2 separate regions of the Sus scrofa genome follow, and region 1 is linked to region 2. The links are chromatin contacts, called in public targeted proximity ligation maps. All regions are on one chromosome and are shown on one strand. The core of a region is the stretch at or near the end of the contact, and the rest is flanking DNA. Distances in the headings are between cores, read along the strand shown.

Region 1 (6,270 bases), core at 282-2,781, 130 kb before region 2:
CTCTTTATTCTGCCATACTGGGTAGCCTAAAGATACCTCTCAGATTTTTCTTGTGATGGCACTAACACCATAAGCAGGCTCAGTCTTCCCAATAAGAAGTACTGACTTCCTCAGGAAGATGGGAGTGTGGTGTGTTGACACCATCTATAACCTAGTTTCTTCAGTGTTACAGTTTTAGTCTTGGGTGCTGTTATGACATCTTTGTTTTCCTGCCATTGGATGAAAAGATGGCATCTTGTTCCATCCCCATGAGAAAGCACAGTGAGGGCTGGACCCAGTGTCACCCGGGGTCAGGCACATCTCACTGGTAGCAGTCTGATTCACAATCCTGAATCCCAGCAGTAAAAGTCATTTTAGTGATCATTTTGTTGGAACTGACACCCGAGTAGGGAAACCAAATGCAATAGAGGGCAATCAAGTAAATGTGAATTTCAAGTAAACTACAGGGCATATTCACATTGAAAAATTGTTTATCATTTACCTGAAATTCACATTTAACTGGCCATTCTATACTTTATCTGGTAAATCTGGCAGCTGCTCACTTGAGGCTAAATTATATAAAATATTAAAAATTCGTAGAAAATAATGTCCTTGCGGGGCTGTAGAGCATTCCCCTCCTTCTTATTTATTCCTCACCCAAACCTTGAAGTTAGGGAAGCCTTTACTTCATATTATTCCTTCTACTCTCCCCTCCCATACACCCAGATTAACAGTTTGGAAGGGCATCTGGCCCGTTTTTTCCTCTGCCTGGTCCTTATAGTCGTGTAATTTAGGTAAGGCCCAACCACTGCAGTAGGATGAGGTCCTGACCTCTCCTGACCCCTCCTGGAACAGCCGACTCAGCACTTGGGTTTGTCCCCAGCCAGCCAGAGCCACGGAAGACAGGCACATAAGCCTCCTGGAAGGTTTCAGAGGCGCTTGGGCCAAAGTATGTGGCTATTCTCCTGCCCTCAGGATCTAGGTTCCCCTATCAGGTTACTCAAGTGACCCAGAGAACAAGAGGAGAACTGACATGATGTCAGAAGGGCCTCAGAGCTTGGAAGAAAGGTGGAGGAAATAAGTAATTATTAATATCCTCTAAGACAATGACCATAGTTATCCCAGGGAGGATGAGCAGAGCTCACAGTCCTACGAAGGGTGCTGGCTGTGGGAATTCAGATGCTCTGCATAGCATTTCTAGTATCATTTGTGTAAAATTTAGTCTTTTTTGTGGACCTTTTACGGAAGTAAGCTTTCATTTCCAAAGGCCTTCATTAAAGGTGTAAAGGCCACACTGTGAATTAAGGTGACACACCCTGTTTTGAATTGGATTTCCTGCTAGTTCTGATCGCAGGCATTCTTCCCGGACTAGGGTGAATTCAGTTCCAGTGTTTGCTTGTAAAACTGAATCCAGTCATTGTATTTGCAGTTTGGCTTTCTGCCTGCTATTAAAGTACAGAGCAAACTTCAGCTAGTTACTCCCTATGGTTCTGTGTCCTCCGCAAAGAACAGGGAAAGGAAAGGGGAAAACCCAAAGGGTGACTGAGTTCATTTACATACCGTGCCAGAGGGCAGCTGTGTGCTGCCTAGTTATCACGTGACTCTGTGGAGAATCCTGATATTCCATTTACTGGAACAGGAAGCAGCCTAAAAAAAAAAAAAAAAAAAACCCAGAACACAAAAACCAGTCTCTCTTTTTATGGTTCTAGGGTTAAGGTTAGCAACTGAAATACCCACTCTACTATGTAACAAATATAGGTGAAAAAAGCAAGAAAGATCTTATGTTTTTCCCTCTTTACAAAGTTTTGTGTATAAAGAAAGGCCTTCTATAAGGGAAAGGTCACAAGGCAGGATGGTGGCACTGCTGGCTAGTCCAACCTGATTGTACCCACTGAGCCATCCTAGAGGAAGCTTCTGGTCAGCAGGCTACCATCTGGATGTGTGGGTAAGATCTGCAGGGCTCACCTCCTGGGCCTGGAGTAACAAAAAGGATGATTGGGTGTGATCATTATAACCCCAGGCACCCCATGATGACGCTTGACAAAACTCGGCCGAGTGTATATTAGAAAGGATTGTTTCTTTATTAAATGTGAGGAGTCCAGAATGGTACAGTGGCACCGGCCACCCTGGGTGCCCATAGGAACAGTGTATTTAGAGTCTTTCCCCGGAGTTAAACTCAGAAACTCCTAATTTGGGGAAAGGACAGAAAGAGGGGTGGTCTGTTCAGCTCTATCCCCAGGGTCAGCTCCTTCACCGAGGCAGCACCACGTGGAGCTAAAATAAGGGGTGTGGTGGCACCATCCTTCCCACAAGACATCGCACCCTCCGTATCTCTTGCTGCTCTGGTTTTGTTGTTTAATTCTAGTCTGGCCCATTGGACTCGAGGCAGATTATCTTTTCCTTAGACTTAGTTTTATATAAATAAATTTGAATCTTTAATTGAATAAGTATCATTAAATTTTGACTTTTTTATCAGTGAAGAGCAAAGAGCCCTGAGACTTTGCTGCTCCTTTGCTAGATGCTAAAAGAAAACTCAGAACACCTAAGACACAGATTTTTGTCACAGAGAGCCTCTGGTCCTCTTTTGTATAGAAACCCTAAAACCCAGCAAACTCACCCAGCAGCAGAATGTGATGAACAGCAATAACAAAAAACATTCCTGCTTGTATGTTTTATGGAGATGGACATTAAACTAGACCTGTGGAACAAAGAAATGGTTGAAAGCTTACCAAAGCTACTAGAGAGTGCTGCAGGGATGGTTCATCAAATGCCCAGGAAGGATAACAAGATGAGTTTAAAAGCCCAGAAGCAGAACCAGGAGTTCTGACTTTCTTTTTTTTTTTTTTTTTGTCTTTTTGCCTTTTGGGGGGCTGCTCCTGCAGTATATGGAGGTTCCCAGGCTAGGGGTCTAATCGGAGCTGTAGCGCCGGCCCACGCCAGAGCCACAGCAACTCGGGATCCCAGCCGCATCTGTGACCTACACCACAGCTTATGGCAACACTGGATCCTTAACCCACTGAGCAAGGGCAGGGATCGAACCCATAACCTCATGCTTTCTAGTCGGATTCGTTAACCACTGAGCCATGATGGGAACTCCCGGGAGTTCTGACTTTGTTTCTGGTCTGACATACAGGGAGCTTGGAAGTTATTACTTCTATTTCCACAACATGAAAAAAGCTTAACAAACAAAATCAACAGCTCTTTAGAGCCATAGCAGACTGAAATCACAGGGCTGCCCCCTCAATTAGAGAAACAGACAAGAGGATGTGGAGACTCATAGAAGTGCAGGAGCAGAAACATCCACTGGATCCTGTACCGGGGTGGAGAAACCTTAACTGTAATAGACAAATTGCTGAGACTCAGGGTGGACAAGATTGAGAATTAAAAACTCCAGGGGCCACTGTCTTGGGGGATTGGGATGCAAGTTTCTGAGATTTACCTCCAGGAACCCTACATGTTCTCACAGGGAAGGTCAGAAAATTCCCCTCACGTCTCCAGCATGGAGAGGGAACACGAATTGTTTTGAAACACAGCTGGGCCCTCTGTACTTCTGAACAAGACCTGCCCTCAGGAAACTATTTAACCAGAGTCTCATCTGCTGGGGTCTTATCTGAGCCCAGCAAACCTGGAGGGAGGAAGATACCCAACTCCATATTCTTCCAGTCTTCCTGTCTCATCAAAGGTGGGGCAGGGAAGCTGAGAAGCTGTTGTGCAGGTTCACTAACAGGCTCGAGACCTAATCATAGGCTCAAGAACATTTCCCCTAACCCTACAGCTTACCACTATATCAGGACTCCTGTATAAGGACAGAGGAATAAAACGAAAGAGTTATGCATCTCAAACCTAAATTAAGAAGAAGCCTCTAAGGGAAATGCAGAAGACCCAGGGCAGACAAAAATAGTGACACCAGAGAACATTTTGGTTTATATGACTACAGCTGTAGCAAGCAGTAAAGTCCTCATCAGGTAAACATAAAGCCTCCTGCTAAAGGCCTACACATCTTTGACTCAGGACATCATGCCTGGCTTTCAATAAAAAAAAAAATTGCAAGGCATTCTAAAAGGCAGAAATAATAGTTTGAAGAAAAACAGAACAAGCATTAGAACCAGACATAGTTACAGCAGAGATGTTGGAATTAAGCAGATTAGGAATTTAACACAGCCGTGAATAATATGATGAGGGCTATGAAGGAAGAAGTGCACAACATGCAAGAACAGATGGGTAATGCAAACAGAGAGGTGAGAACTCTAAGAAAGAATCAAAAGGAAATGCTAGAAATAAAAACACTGTTACAGAATGAAGAGTGCCTTTGGGGGAACTTAGCAGACTGAATGTGGCCAAGGAAAGAATCCAAGAGCTGGAAGAAACATCAATAGAACTTCCAAAACTGAAGTGTAAAGAGGAAAAAAGGAATGATAAAAAGGAAATAATTCCCCAAGAACTGTGGAACAGTGACCAAAAGGTGTAATATACATGTGATGCAAACACCAGAGAAGAAAGACAGAAAGGAAAGAAATATATGAAAATGACTGAAAATTTTCCAAAATAAATGATAGGCAACAAAGTACAGATTCAGGAAGCTCAGAGAACATCAAGCAGGATGAAAACAAAATCTTCATGTAGGCGTATCATACTTACACACAGAAAATCAAAGACAAAAAAAATCCCGAAAGAGTTCAAAATGGGGGAAACACTTCACCTATAGAGAAGTAAGGATAAGAATTTCATCAGACTCCTCAGAAACCATGAAAGCAGGAAGAGGGCATAGTGAAATGTTTAAAGTATTAAAAAGAAAAAAACACCAATTTCAAATCCTAATCTAGCAAAAGTTTCCTTCAAAAACAAAATAAAAATAAACTCTAGCTCAGACAAGCAAGATATTAGGGAATTTATTTACATAGAGCTGCCTTGCAAGAAATGTTAGAAGAAATTCTTCAGGAAAAAGGAAAAGATATAGGTCAGAAACTAGGATGTACATAAAGGAAGAACATCAGAGAAGGAATAAAGGCTAAATATATTTCTTAGTTCATCTAACAGATAAGTTTGTTCAAACAATAATAAAACCATGTATCTGGTGATTTTAGCTTATCCATAAGTGAAATAAATGATAACAGTGCTATAAGGGACTGGAGGGTAGAACTGGCAAGAGAAAAGAATCTGAGACAATTCCCAGATTTTTTTTTTTTTTTTTTTTGTCTTTTTTGCCATTTCTTGGGCCGCTACTGCGGCATATGGAGGTTCCCAGGCTAGGGGTCTAATAGGAGCTGTAGCCACCAGCCTACGCCAGAGCCACAGCAATGCAGGACCCGAGCCGAGTCTGCAACCTACACCACAGTTCATGGCAACGCCGGATCGTTAACCCACTGAGCAAGGGCAGGGACCGAACCCGCAACCTCATGGTTCCTAGTCGGGTTCATTAACCACTGCGCCACAACGGGAACTCCACAATTCCCAGATTCTAATGTAGACAGCTGCATGTTGTTGGAACTCTTAAGAAAGATGGGTAATACTGAGGCTAGAGAAGAATTCTAGTTCCATTTTTGACAGGTTCATTTGGAATCTACATGGTCTAGTCAGTTGTTAGAATAGAATGCACATGAAGTGTCCAGGCTGGAAATGCAGGTCAGCAGGTAGGGCAGAAGCTAAGGAGCACATGGGGGTGGCCATCATGTGGCATGAGGCTTGTGGGGAAATATGCTGAGAGGGGAGAGGAAAGAAGGGCCTTCAGAAGGGACCAGAGCAGGCGATAGCTGTCCAGTAGCCAAGTGAAAAAAATGGTCAAATTCTTATTTCCTGTGAAGGAGTCATACTTCTCTGTTTCTATGTCTATGATGTCTGTGATGGCATAAAGAAATAATTATGTGTTCTCCTAAGGCAAGGCAATCCTGACACCTGGTGAGACCTTCAGTTTTCTATGCAGTGACAGTTGCTACAGAGGCATCCTCTGAGCTTATCTGGAGGGGTTTAAAAATGAGGCTGGGCAGCAGCATTATGTACTGCCATGTTCACAGGACCTTGTTCTCTTTGTGAAGAAATGAATTGAAATAAATTATGAAAGAAGTCTTCAGAGCAAAAACTATATGGTAGCATCTTGTATCTTCCATCCAGGACTCAAATCCAAGTTTTCTCTTTCAAATTGTTTTGTTTGTACCAAGCACAAACAAAAACCTTGGTTCTTGACTTTATTTTATGTAACCAACTTCTGATAAGAATAATATTTAATGGAGTTCCCGTCGTAGCTCAGTGGTTAACAGATCTGACTAGGAACCATGAGGTTGCAGGTTCGATCCC
Region 2 (6,637 bases), core at 3,287-5,786:
GGCTGGCTGAGAACATGGACCCCCTTCTGTCCCAAGAAACAGGCTTCCCTTAGCACAGGCACTTCCTGGCAGCAATCATGGGGGTGTATGTACAGAGGACTAGGGAGCCAGTGGAACAGATTCCTCAATTCACTGCATTTCTTTATACTTCCTATATTCTGCTTTTTGTGGGAAAGAAAATCAGTGGAACCCAGCTTCCTCAAAGAGGATTTGGAATAAGCTAAGTCCTGGGGCAAACCACCTATATGCTCTAGGGTGCTAACCATCCACTTTAGAGTGCACGTGAGTCACTGCAAGAAAGATTCAGTTGTGCAGTTCCCTGGTGGTGCAGCAGATTGAGGATCCAGTGTTGTTGCTGCTGTGACACAGGTTTGATCCCTGGCCCGGGAACTTCTGAAGGCTGTAAGTACAGCCAAAAATTAAAAAATAAAGTAAGATTATTGCTTTGAAAAATAATTTTGGGAGTTCCCGTCACGGCTCAGCCGTAACAAACCCAACTAGTATCCATGAGGATGCAGGTTCAATCCCTAGCCTTGCTGAGTGGGTTAAGGATCTGGCATTGCCGCGAGTTGTGGTGTAGGCCACAGATGTGGCTCAGATTCCACGTTGCTGTGGCTGTGGTATAGGCCGGCAGCTACAGCTCCATTTCAACCCTTAGCCTGGGAACTTCCATATGTTGTGGGTGCGGCCATAAAAAGTCAATAAAAATAAAAGTAATTTTGGATAGGAGGTCCTGTCATGGCTCAAAGGAAACAAATCTGATTAGTATCCCTGAGGACACAGGTTCAATCCCTGGCCTCACTTGGTGGGTTAAGGATCCAGTGTTGCCATGAGCTGTGGTGTAGGTCACAGACACAGCTTGGGTCTAAAATGGCTATGGCTGTGATGTAGGCCAGCGGCTATAGCTCCAACTCGACCCCTAGCCTGGGAACCTCCATATGCTGCAGGTGTGGCCCTAAAAAAAAAAAAAGTTGAGGGGTATAAGAATAGCTATTAAGTTACAGCCTTGACTGTGTCTTTAAATTATAGGTAAACAGTTTGCTTCCAGAGCCAAGGGAGATATGGCTGGTGGTGACCGACATTACTCTGCAAATGCAGGATGAGGACTCTGGACTCCCCAGAACCATGCCTGTATGTGTGGCCCCCTCATGTGTGCTGGGCCAGGATGTCCAAGACGCGCTCTCCAAAGCCACCTCCCAGAGCTTCCTCTTCAAGGATGCTCTCCGAGACCAAGGTATATTTTCCTCTTACTGGCAGCTTTGATGCCAGAAAATAGCTTTGTGCATTCTCGATGCCTCTGCCTTGCTCCGGAACTGCTGGCCCATCCCGAAGTCCACTGCAGACATGACCCCTGTGATGGCTGCCTGGACAGAACCAGAGGCCTCTGCAGTGCTGACCCAGCTACAGGGGACACCAGGGATTACACAGGGGTGGTCTGTTAGGGACACACTTTACAGGTGCGGAAGTCACCTGAGGCCACTGCCTGCAGCATCATTTTTTAAAACAGACCAAAGGCTAGGACGTTTAAATATATACAGTCAGCCGTCAGTATCCACCCCACTGCGGACACCAAAGTCTGCAGGTACTCCTGTCCCTTCTGTAAAATGATGTGAATGATGTGACCTGCACATGTCCTCTTACACTTTAGATTATCTCCAGACCACTTACAGATGTCTGTGCTGTGTAAATAGTTGCCCATGTGCAGCAAAGTCAAATTTTACTTTTCAGGACTTTGTGGAACTTTTTCCAAATATTTTCTATCCACCGTCATTTGAATCCATGCTTGTGGAATCTGCAGGTGCAGAACCTGTGGGTTCGGAGGCCTGTGTGCTTATATCACTTAGCCCTTTTTTTTTTTTTTTCCAGTAATCAGACTAGGATCTGGCCTATATTGTATTTTTCCATTTATAACTTGCATGACACAAAATTTGCCTTTCTGAATCAAATTCAAGCCAGGTGTTTGTGTGTGTTTCCAGGTCAGTGCACAAGACATTGAGCTTCCTTTCTGCCCAGCACTGTGTCTGTCTGTGATACGCAGGGACCCCTCGGCAGTGCCCTTGGCCCTCTCCCCACCCTAACCCCAGAGAGCTCTTACCCCAGACCCCACGGCTGTGATAGCTGAGTGTCTCTGTCTGCAGGGCGGATCCTTTGTGTTGGACGCACTGTCCTCTTGCTTCCAAAGCCCCATCTGGATGTGGCTGCTGGTGCCTGGGAGCTGCCAAGCCCTGTGAGGCTAGATGACCTGGATTCTGTCACTCAGGTCAACTCCACTTGCAGTGTTCAAGGTGGGTAGTCAATCTTGATGGAAGAGGTGTTTGTATTTTCTTAAATATCACATTTATTTTATATTCCTTTACTCTTTATTCATCCAGTATTTGTTGAAGCCTGACATGTTCCAGACATTGGCTGCATAAGTAAAAAAATCAGAAGAGACCCCTGCCTCTCAAACTCGTGGTCTGTGTAGGACAGCCAAACTCAGCCCCGAAGCCTCCAGTGCTCTTCCAAGTGCCAGTGCCTGGACCTTCCTCACCTGTGGGAGCCTTGAGCCCAGTTGGAGGGGGGAGGAGGGGGGTGGTTAGACAGAGGGGCGGGGCAGGAAGAAAGCAGACCTCTCACAGACCACAGCAGGACAGGGTGAGCACCCGATCTGGAAGGAGGGGTCTGGAGGAAGGCTGACCCGTGAGGTAGGGGTGGGGCATGGCCTTGGTACAGCCAGGGTGGGGCGAGACAAGGGAGAGGAGTAGGTCTGGAGGTGGGTTTAGCCGGGAGGAAACTTGACAGGTGGGGCAACAAATCCAGTCCAGAGGGAACACGATGTGGGTGGTAGGCAGGAACCTCTGTGAAGGTAATGCACTTTCCAGAAAGTACAGAAATTCTGAAAATAACCTTGAGGGCCTGTTTCCTCCACCCTTGGACCCCTAGATTCCTGAACCCCATTATGAACAGCAAAAGCTGTGATCCCACTGTTGCTTGAATCCACAGTCCCCTGTGTGCCTGGGAGTTGAAGCTGTGATCATTGTGTTGAGGTCATTTGGATTTTCCCCTCTTTACATCTCCTTTCACTGTTAGTATCAAAACATAACTGCTACAGCTTATCAGTCCTGAATAAGCGGGCTCTAAGTCACTGCATGTGGGTCTCCCACTTTCTCTACCCTGAAACAGGGGTAATAGAACTGACCTCAAAGCACTGTTGAGGTGTACGTGAGACGCACTTGTGAGGCTATGGAGCTGGGGGAAGAGGCCAACACTCAGTGCTTCCACTGCCATAGGCTGGTGACTGAGGGCTGGGGGCTGGAGCTGGTGACGCAGGGGTCATGGCCCTGGGATGTTCAGGATTGCTCAGGCAGAGTTGGTAAAGGCTTTCCAGACAGGAGGGAGGGCAGCGAGAAGGCCTTCATGGTGCGGCTGGTTCTGTCTTGCTCTGCTGTCCCAACCATGCTAAGGAGGTGGAGTGATCGGATTTCTGTCCTCAAGAAGCAGTGCTTTCAGCACCATGGAGAGGCTTGGTGCAAAGCTGGGGCTGGCTGTCGGCAGGGAGACCATTGCACTGCCATTTGGAGGAGTGCGGGTGAGGGTGGCTGAGAGTCTGCGAGGCTGAGCAGCCCCTAGCAGACAGGCAGTGAGGACAGAGCATGTGCAGACCCTGGGTCATCTGTCATAGCCTGTGGCCTCCAGCCACCTGTGGAGAAGCTCCTATCCCCTCCCCTCCCTCAGAGTGGGGATCACTCCAGGGCTCAGAGCAGAGAAGGGTGAGGAAGCATCCCCCATTCAGAAGTCACCACTCAGGCCTTAGGGGAGCAGACATCACCACCACCCAGAGCACCGAGGAGGGTTTGGACCCTGACCCACTCTTAACTGCAGCCAGGAAGTAAGGGACACAGGCCGAGGAGATGTGCAGACACTCGTGGGAAGGGGAGAGGAGAGACCCAATCTTTCTAAGGAACCTCTTATTTTTTTTCCATCTTTTTGTCTTTTAGGGCTGTACCCGTGGCATACGGAGGTTCCCAGGCTAGGGGTCCAATCAGAGCTATAGCTGCTAGCCTACACCACAGCCACGTCTGCAACCTACACCACAGCTCAGGGCAGTGCCAGATCCTTAACCCACTGAGCAAGGCTAGGGATTGAACCCGCATCCTCAGAGATGTTAGTCGGGTTCGCTAACCACTGAGCCATGATAGGAACTCCAGAACCTCCTAATTTTAAAAATAATTTATAATGAGACTTAAAACACATAAAATTAACCATTTTAAAGGGAGAAATTCAGTGGTAATTAGTCCATTTACAATAGTGTGCCACCACTTCCTGTTTTACATTTTGTCTTTTGTCATTTCAGTGGCTTTGAAAAAAAGTGGCATCTAGTTTTTGATCACAGTGTAATTGAGGTGAAATCTACCCTTTTAAAGTGCACAACTCTACTGTTTCTAGTGTATTCACACAGTTGTGCAACCATCCCACTAACTAGCTTCAGAGAGAAATGCTGTGTCTGTCAGCAGTCGCACCCAGCTCCCTCCCAGGCTCTGGCACCCACCCCTCTGCCCTCTGTCTTCATGGACACTCATGTAAATGAGTCATACATTCCATGTTCCTTGGTTTCTGGCTGCTTTCACTTAGCAGAACATTTTCAAGACTTTTTTTAGGCGTCATTTCTTTCTGTGGCTGAATGTTTCACCGTATGGCTAGACCCTGTTTTGTTTATCCATTTATCAGTTGACATACATTTTTTTATGATTTTTATTTTTTCCATTATAATTGACTTACAGTGTTCTGTCAATTTCTGCCATACAGCAAATTGACCCAGTCATACATATGTGTGTGTGTATACATATACATATATATACTTTTTCTCACATTACCCTCCATCATGTTCCATCAAAGTGACTAGATATAGCTCCCTGTGCTATAAGCAGGATTTCATTGCTTATCCACTCCAATTGCAATAGTTTGCATCTATTAACCCCAAATTCCCCGTCTCTCCCACTTCCTCCCCCTCCCCATTGTCAGCCACAAGTCTGTTCTCTAAGTCCATGCATTTCTTTTCTGTGGAAAGGTTCATTTGTGCCATATATTAGATTCCAGATATGAGTGATATCATATGGTATTTGTCTTTCTTTTTCTGACTTATTTCACTTAGTATGAGAGTCTCTAGTTGCATCCATGTTGCTGCAAATGGCATTATTTTGTTCTTTTTTATGGCTGAGTGGAATTCCATTGTGTATATACACCACATCTTCTTAATCCATTCGTCTGTTGATGGACATTTAGGTTGTTTCCATGTCTTGGCTCTTGTGAATAGTGCTGCAATGAATAGTGCTGAAGTGCTGCAATGAAGATACAGGTGCAAGTGTCTTTTTCAATGAAAGTTTTGTCCGGATACAGACATACATTTTTTTGATATTATGAATCATGCTGCTATGAATGTTCATGTAAGGCCTCTGAGTAGACATCTGTTTTCTATTCTTTGGGTGTATTTCTGATGTTTTAGATAGTTTTCATGTGGACCATGATTATAAATACAGCATCAGTAGAATGAGAAAGAAACTGTGATACCTCCATGCTTGATGGGGAGGCGTCCACAGAAAGTGACCCTCCAGAGAGACAGAAGAGGAGACTGAGATTAGATGCTCCAGGTCCACACAGGATGACAGAGGGCAGTTTCAGGAGGTAAAAACCAAGGCACAAGAATCCACTGTCCACTCCAGCCTCCCTGGAGAGGGTGGTGTTCATGGAGGGTCTTCCAGCACTGCCATGAGTGACACATGGGCAGTGGACGGAGAGCTGAGCCAGCAAAGTTCATCTCATGCCCCTAGAGCAGAGCTTTGTAGCAGGCCACCTCACTGCCCTCCACATCCTCACCAGTGTTTTAGTTTGTCAGCCACTGACCAGTGTGTAGTGTTTCTCACCGCTCTTCCCTGGTGCGTGTGATGTGGAGACGTCCATGCGCTCATTTGCCATCTGTGCATCTTCCATGGTAAGGTATCTATAGAGAGATGTGGCCCTCTTTTTATTTAGGGGTTCATTTTTTTATAAGAGTTTTTGGTACATTTTGGATAGCAGTCCTTTATCAGATTTGTCTTTTGCAGATCTCTTTCCCATCTTTGGCTTGTCTTTGCATTATCTTAATACTGGCTTTTGCAGACCAGTTTTAACTTTAATGAAGTCTAAAATCAGCTTTTTCTTTCATGAATTGAGCTTTTGGTATTCTGTGTAAAAACTCATTGTCAAACCCAACATCACCCAGATTTTCCTCTTTTCTTCTAGGAGTTTTGTAGTTTTACATTTTATATGTTAAGTCTCTGATCCATTTTGAATCAAATTTTGTGGAAGGTGTAAGTTCTTTTTCTAGATTCATTTTTATTCGTGTATATTATCAGTTGTTCCAACACCTTTGTAAAGACTGCCCTTTCTCTGTTAAAATGTCAAAAATAAGTTGACTATATTTATGTGGGTTTATTTCTGGGCTCTCCATTCTGTTGCACTGATTTATTTGTTCTTTCAGCAGTTCAACACTGGCCTGCTTATGGTAGCCCTGTTGTGTCTTCAAGTTGGGCTGAGTCAGTCCTCCAGCTTTGTTCTTTTTCAGTATTATCTGGCTATTCTAGGTCTGATCTTTGATTTCTTTGAGCAGAGTTTTGCAGTT

The links.
Region 1: a targeted proximity ligation map of alveolar macrophages shows a contact between it and region 2. A contact is called at or near these places in 4 of 47 Hi-C or Micro-C datasets (alveolar macrophages, mesenchymal stem cells, omental adipose tissue and 1 more) and 2 of 2 datasets of targeted methods (alveolar macrophages and skeletal muscle).

What each region holds. Positions count from the first base shown.
Region 1 is chr4:80,013,437-80,019,706 of Sscrofa11.1, reverse strand. The region is part of intron 8 of SPIDR (DNA repair-scaffolding protein); the gene reads left to right. Among named protein-coding and RNA genes, the nearest start is that of CEBPD, 140 kb to the right of the region's middle.
Region 2 is chr4:79,888,145-79,894,781 of Sscrofa11.1, reverse strand. SPIDR (DNA repair-scaffolding protein) reads left to right here. Exons shown (of 20, transcript XM_021090636.1): 15 at 1,030-1,234; 16 at 2,139-2,285. Among named protein-coding and RNA genes, the nearest start is that of CEBPD, 19 kb to the right of the region's middle.